Regions from separate parts of the Anser cygnoides genome. Here region 2 is linked to region 1. Evidence: chromatin contacts called from public Hi-C data. All regions are on one chromosome and are shown on one strand. Each heading gives the region's core, a stretch centred on a gene start, on an enhancer-like site or on the middle of the called end of the contact. The rest is flanking DNA. Distances are from core to core; before and after follow the strand shown.

The links. A called contact is a pair of places that touch in the nucleus more often than the background predicts.
Region 2: a contact with region 1 is called in a Hi-C map of liver, with 5 times the contacts expected there. The contact joins two enhancer-like sites. A contact is called at or near these places in 2 of 7 Hi-C or Micro-C datasets (both in liver).

Annotation. Positions count from the first base shown.
Region 1 is chr1:95,892,667-95,895,581 of Taihu_goose_T2T_genome, forward strand. All of the region lies in intron 11 of LOC136789688 (a long non-coding RNA gene), which reads left to right. Among named protein-coding and RNA genes, the nearest start is that of DPT, 34 kb to the right of the region's middle. Within about 2 kb of position 1,540, at least 2 of the 3 cell types and tissues checked have open chromatin away from gene starts, as enhancers often do. A contact at or near this core is called in liver, where this site is marked.
Region 2 is chr1:95,984,948-95,987,862 of Taihu_goose_T2T_genome, forward strand. All of the region lies in intron 15 of LOC136789688 (a long non-coding RNA gene), which reads left to right. Among named protein-coding and RNA genes, the nearest start is that of DPT, 59 kb to the left of the region's middle. Within about 2 kb of position 1,529, at least 1 of the 3 cell types and tissues checked has open chromatin away from gene starts, as enhancers often do. A contact at or near this core is called in liver, where this site is marked.

The DNA of each region.
Region 1 (2,915 bases), core at 290-2,789:
TCATGTAATGTGTAATATTTAAATAAAACACTAGCACAACATCAGTTGTGCACTGAGCAGAGTACCACCTAGCAACACCAAAGCAAATGCTAAGCATAATAGCTCGGATACAGAAATGTGTCTGATTATGACAGGATGGGTCATAGTGCACTAATTTACCTTCCTCCTCTAGAGGAGTGTCAACTACTCTTTGTATCAGGAAGAAGTAGATCTCAGCAGAAAGGAAGCCCCAGTAGTAGAAATATTTTTTCTGTTTTCTGACAGATACCTCTGAAGCACCAGCCATTTTGGATAGTTTTTAATTAACCCAGCAGGAGAAGCATGCTAAGATACTTAATGCCAAGCTCTGGACAACTGGAATTATACTGCTCTGATGAGCAGGTTGATTTCAAAATGCTCTGCTGTGTCAGCACCACATGACGATCTGCTCTTTGTTGTGGCTGAGACCCTCCTCGGAGACAAAGGGAGGTAAAGGAGACAAAGGAAATTCAGAGCTAGCATGGGAACTGAGGTGTGTCTTCCATGGCACATCCTTCTTGCTCAGGGTGTTTGGCTCTAAAAGCATTTAAATCATGATTTTCTTTAGTTCTGCTCATCCCACACCACATCATTATGCTCTCTGTTTATTTGGCATGTTCCTCAAGCAACAGACTGACTCAATTTTTTAATAGAGCAGGAGGGAGAATAATATATATTACTCACTTGCTCTTTTTGCTTGATCAAAAGAGTTAATTCATTGCTGCTGTAAACTTCAGCTCACAAAGATGTAACAACAGCTCATTATCTTTGCAGGTATTCATAGAGTACATTATGGAAATATGTTATTAACTTTATTGAATATGTACATGGAATTTGGGTGTTGTGGTACAAGTGAAAGTATCTGGCTTTGCAGAACAGGGTTGTTTAAATCTAACCCAAGTAATGAGATCAACAGGCACAACAAATGGAGAACAAACGCACTCGCATACTGCATCCCTGAACTGATTGAGCTAAGTCAGTCTTAGGAATCTTTGCCAGCCTGTTAAGCCAACCACTGGGTGTACAGCTAATACAAGGAACGTGAGATAGAGCAGTCAGCCCAGATGAAGATCTAAAGCAGAAATCTTGGTGTCAGGGAAAGGTTTGTTCAAAAGCACCAGAATAGTGGTTCCTAATGTGTAAAGGTTCTGTTTTGTTGGAAATGGGCACGTGGAGGTCCCGCTGGATTGTGTTGAAATACCTGAAATTCCCTATAGGGTCAATGATTTGTTGATGTTAATGATTTTTTGTTGCTTACTCATTACAATTGTTAGTATGGTGCGAGAGGAAAGAGGGTGAAACGGGCATCTCAGAGGGCTTGAAAGGAGCCAGGTGAAAGCAGGTACATTGTGGAGCAGTCTGTGGCAGGCAGCACAACCCAGGCAGAGCACAAAGGCTGGACAGGGACCTTGGGTGTGAGATTCCTTGGCCCAGAGCGAGCAGTGCGGCTGCGTGCTCAGCTCACACCGAGCAGGAGGCATCCCACTACTGCAGCCCATCTGTACTAGGCAAGGGACCAGGAGACAAATTCAGCTTAACAGAGGAAAGGATTGACTAAAGTCATGATGTACCTTTCTTGCTGGTAATCCTGCAAATGTGCCGAATCTGTATGAAGCGGTTGCAGAGTGGCTTCTCTAAAGTCACCGTTTCAAATTAATGCCATGGTGATTTGTGTATTTACTGTATCTGCTGAACAGAACTTCATTACTCGAAGTCCTTTTTCTCTTGCCTGTTTTGGTAAATAATGCAGAGAGTAACAGCAAATGTTAGCTCAGGTTATTGCCCTGATGTTTTTGTGCCTGTGATGCAACGTTTCCTGTGATGCAACGTTAAATGCAGAGTTTGTGATGCATGTGCCATAGTTCCCACCTGCAGTGATGGCAGATATCAGATGGAAGTATCAGGAAAGAGGGTAATGTTGAACTAGCAAAAGAGCAAAATGCAGGTGTGCTGCTAGGAAGGTTCAGATTTAGCATTTCTGAGTGGAGTAAAGAAGGCTGTTTGCATCAGTCTCGTCTCATCTAGCTGTCTCCCTGACTGCAGCTAAAGAAGTTGGGATAGGTGACTTTTTCCAACCCAATGCAGTACCCTCAGGAAATAAAACCATTGGAAAAATCTCTTCTTGATGCTGCAGTCCAGCCTGTGAGCTGTAACAATTGCAAGCCTGTTGAAATTTAATAACCATCTGATTGCTGATCTTGAATTAAGTTTGTGGTCAGGAGTCAGTTCCTAGCAGAGAAGCCCCAGTGACTAGCATTAGTTAAGCTTGCCTCAGCAGTAGAGCTCTTGGTGAGTGAGCCACAGAGACTTGGCTGTTATCCTAGACACCAAAGAGATCCATCCAAGGGAGGTCAGAAATACGTGGCACAGAAGTGCTGTGCCTGTTATATTGTTAAGTGTTTCTCCAGGAACACCTTTGTTTTCCACCAGTGCCAAATTCACTCTGATTAGGTAAAATCAGGATAAACAAAGTAAGAAAGGAACTTTCCCTGCAAGATCACGATCAGAGTTAGTTTACTTATCACAGCAGTACTGTTTTACACCTTATTAAAACATGCTTTTCTGCCTGGTGCCAGCTATGGACTGGGAAAGAACCATGAACTTTTTCCATGTGAGATGGCTTTATTTCCTCACACAAGGAATAGCGCAAACCTTATAAGAACTCGTGGAGAGCCTCCCACCAGTATCAGCGACCTTTGGACCAGGACTGTGAGCAGTGGGGACATACATTGGAAATTACACTATGATACACTGTTTTAAGCTCTTGCCTTTTATCATTTATATGGTGCTGTATGCAGTTAATTTGCGTGTGACTTGACAGGCCATGCAGAAAGAGAAGCCTGCGGTCCCCGAATCTTTCAGCAGCTATAAGAATAACATGGATGCAGGAGAGAGAG
Region 2 (2,915 bases), core at 279-2,778, 92 kb after region 1:
GCTGCAGTTCAAAAAGAAAAAAAAAAAAACAACACTTAATAATAATCCGTGGGTTTAAAGCAAGATATATTTCACTTCTGTTGTCTCCTTTCCTTTTCTTTTTTTCCTTGGGAAAAATGTCTAATGGAAATGATACGTGTCAATTCGACACAGTAGTACATAAAATGAGAAAACTTTTCAGAAATTTTTCTCCTCCTGTTTTAGAAGTTGATTCATGCCCGTAAACAGATGCATTCTTCACTGCATTAGCAGTTTATTCCATTTTTAATCAGCCACATGATGCTATCCAAATATCATTTAACCTATAATCGTCTTTTGTCCAGAAGCCCAAATATTTGTATTGCTAGTAAGAACTCATTAAGGTAGCATTCTCCAGTTTTTATTTTTTTTCTGAATGCTGCCAAGAGGTTTAGTTACAATAAATTCAGAGATTTGAAAGGCTACAGCCTGAGTATTGTCCTTAACTATAAAATAACTATTCTGGGAACTAACTATCCAGTTAGTACAATTATATTTTTCTGGTAACAGCAGGTCCAGTCTGGTTCAAAGGCAATATGCCTGGTGATGTATAATAGCATAGACTATATGGAAGTTCCTCTTTCAGGGCAATCATAGACTCATAGAATCCTAGAATCATTAAGGTTGGAAAAGACCTCCAAGATCATCTGGTCCAACCATCCCCCTACCACCAACGTCACCCACTAAACCATGTCCCTAAGCACCACATCCAACCTTTCCTTGAACACCCCCAGGGACAGTGATGCCACCACCTCCCTGGGCAACCCATTCCAATGCCTGACTGCTCTTTCTGAGAAGAAATGTCTCCTCATTTCCAACCTGAACCTCCCCAAGCATGATCACCTCAAAGCAAAAACATTAAAAATCCTTGAAGGTATGCACTGTACATGGTGTTGCTAGGAATGCGGCTTTCCTAAAAAGCTAATCTTTTATTAAAGCAAGAAGTTTGTGGGCTTTTTCATCACTAAGAGAGTGTGGCAATGTGCGAGGCAAGGGCAGGTTACGCTGCATTCTAACAAGCCTGACCTGGCAAAGCTGAAGGGAAGGCCAGAAAGAATGCTCCGTGCATGGCACTCTGGAATTGTGCTTACAAGCAAATATTCTGGTACCATGGACATTTCAGGTCTGAAATACATGCACAGCCTTTAGATCAAAGGATCCCTAAGTGGTTTATTATGCTGATCTATCTAATAATATTGTGCAAACTCCAAAGTACCAGTATTTGGTAAACATTCACTTACCCACCTCTGATATGGAGCAATTGCAGGAATCAATCGTAGTTACTCTCTAACAGCGTGCAACAAATGAAGCTGTGATTTGCGGCTAGAGGGAGGGAAGCCCTTATTCACTCAGGTGACAGGACAAAGTCTTGTAGCTGATGCCCTTGCCGTAATTTTACGTGTTCTTACTTTGATCTTACAAAAGGAGCAGAAGAGATTGAATGCCAGGCTAGGGGCAAGGACTTGTGTCCTGCTTGGTTGCCAGCATTGCCTCGGGGAGCTCGCAGGGGGGTGCGCAAGCACTGACCCAGCATGAGGAGTCCAGGGGCAGCTGAGATCTCCTTGGGGTGTCCAAGAGAGTGACCGAGGGGAGCAGGCCTTCAGTTCTGGGTGGGTGGGTTTGGGAAAGAGGCAAAGAGGAGGGTGAAGGGGTCCAGGCTTTTGGAAGACACCTGATGCCTCCTCGCTCCACTTCTGCCTTGTGCTGCATAGGCAGTTGTGCAGGCAGCACCAGGTGCTTCAGCACTTCCACCAGGGTCTGCGAGTTTCGGCTGCGGGGTACCCTCAAGTGGCTGGCACTGGGTGTGTGTATACAGTGCCCAGTTGTTGCTCAGGTCGGGCAGCGATATCAGCAGCATCAAAGGGAGCTGGTCTGGAAATGTCACTGCCAGGTTAACCACTATTGACTATATTAACACACGAGGTGGTACAACGAGTGGCTGAATGTTTGTCATGGCAGGTGACTGCAGAAGATTAGGAAGGGCAGCAGGCTCACTACAGCACAGGGCAGCGTGATCTTAAGAAGGCAGAGATACAGCATGAAACTAGTACAGGAAGAGGAAAAATCCCTGAAGTCTTACTGACTTACCATTCATATGGCTTAATGGTATTGCAGTGCTTTGCTGGCATCTGAGTAGTAAAAGGTTCAAATGATGTTCTCCTATGTTCAGCAACAATACTGTAAGTCAGCCAGAATCACCTCCTTTTTTCTCTGCAGGCATGGCAGAGCAGAATGACAGTTTTTCCTACAGAAAAAAAAAAAAAAAAAAAAAGGAATTAAGCCCTTAGAGCTAGGGTGGTCTTTTTTCTAGGTGTGGCTGGGTTCCAGCTGGTTGTTTTTTACTCCATACCAAGCTTTTTCAGGTTTGTATTATTTTAGTTAAACATGTTACTATTTCAGTCTCTCATGAGCCCAAATCACTGACCTAATACATCTTCTGAGATAAAATGCATTCTTTGATACAAGAAAAGTTTTGTCAGTTTAAAAAATAAAACACATTCTCATCAGCAAAACAGTGTCTTTAAGGATCAGGTCTCTGGTTCTGAATTTGCCAATGAGTGCTGATTCAGGTAATCCAGTATTTTACAAGCTAGTCAGCACCCCACAATGTCACATTGAGGCTCAAAATATATTTAAAACAGCTGTGTGCTAAAATCATGCGTGTGTCCACCCATTTCATTACAGTACTACCCTAAGTACAAGGTCAAAACTTTACTGTAATTTAGCTAAGATTCTGTAAAGAAAGAAAATCCATTATGCTTTCCTTCACCATTTCAGTTTATTAGGTGTTAATTTAAAACCTTTCGCTGCAGTGGAGGGCAAAACATAATCAAAAAGTGAACCTGGCTAGAGGCAAGTGGTGAAGATAAAGACACTTAATTGTTCTGACCCTGCAA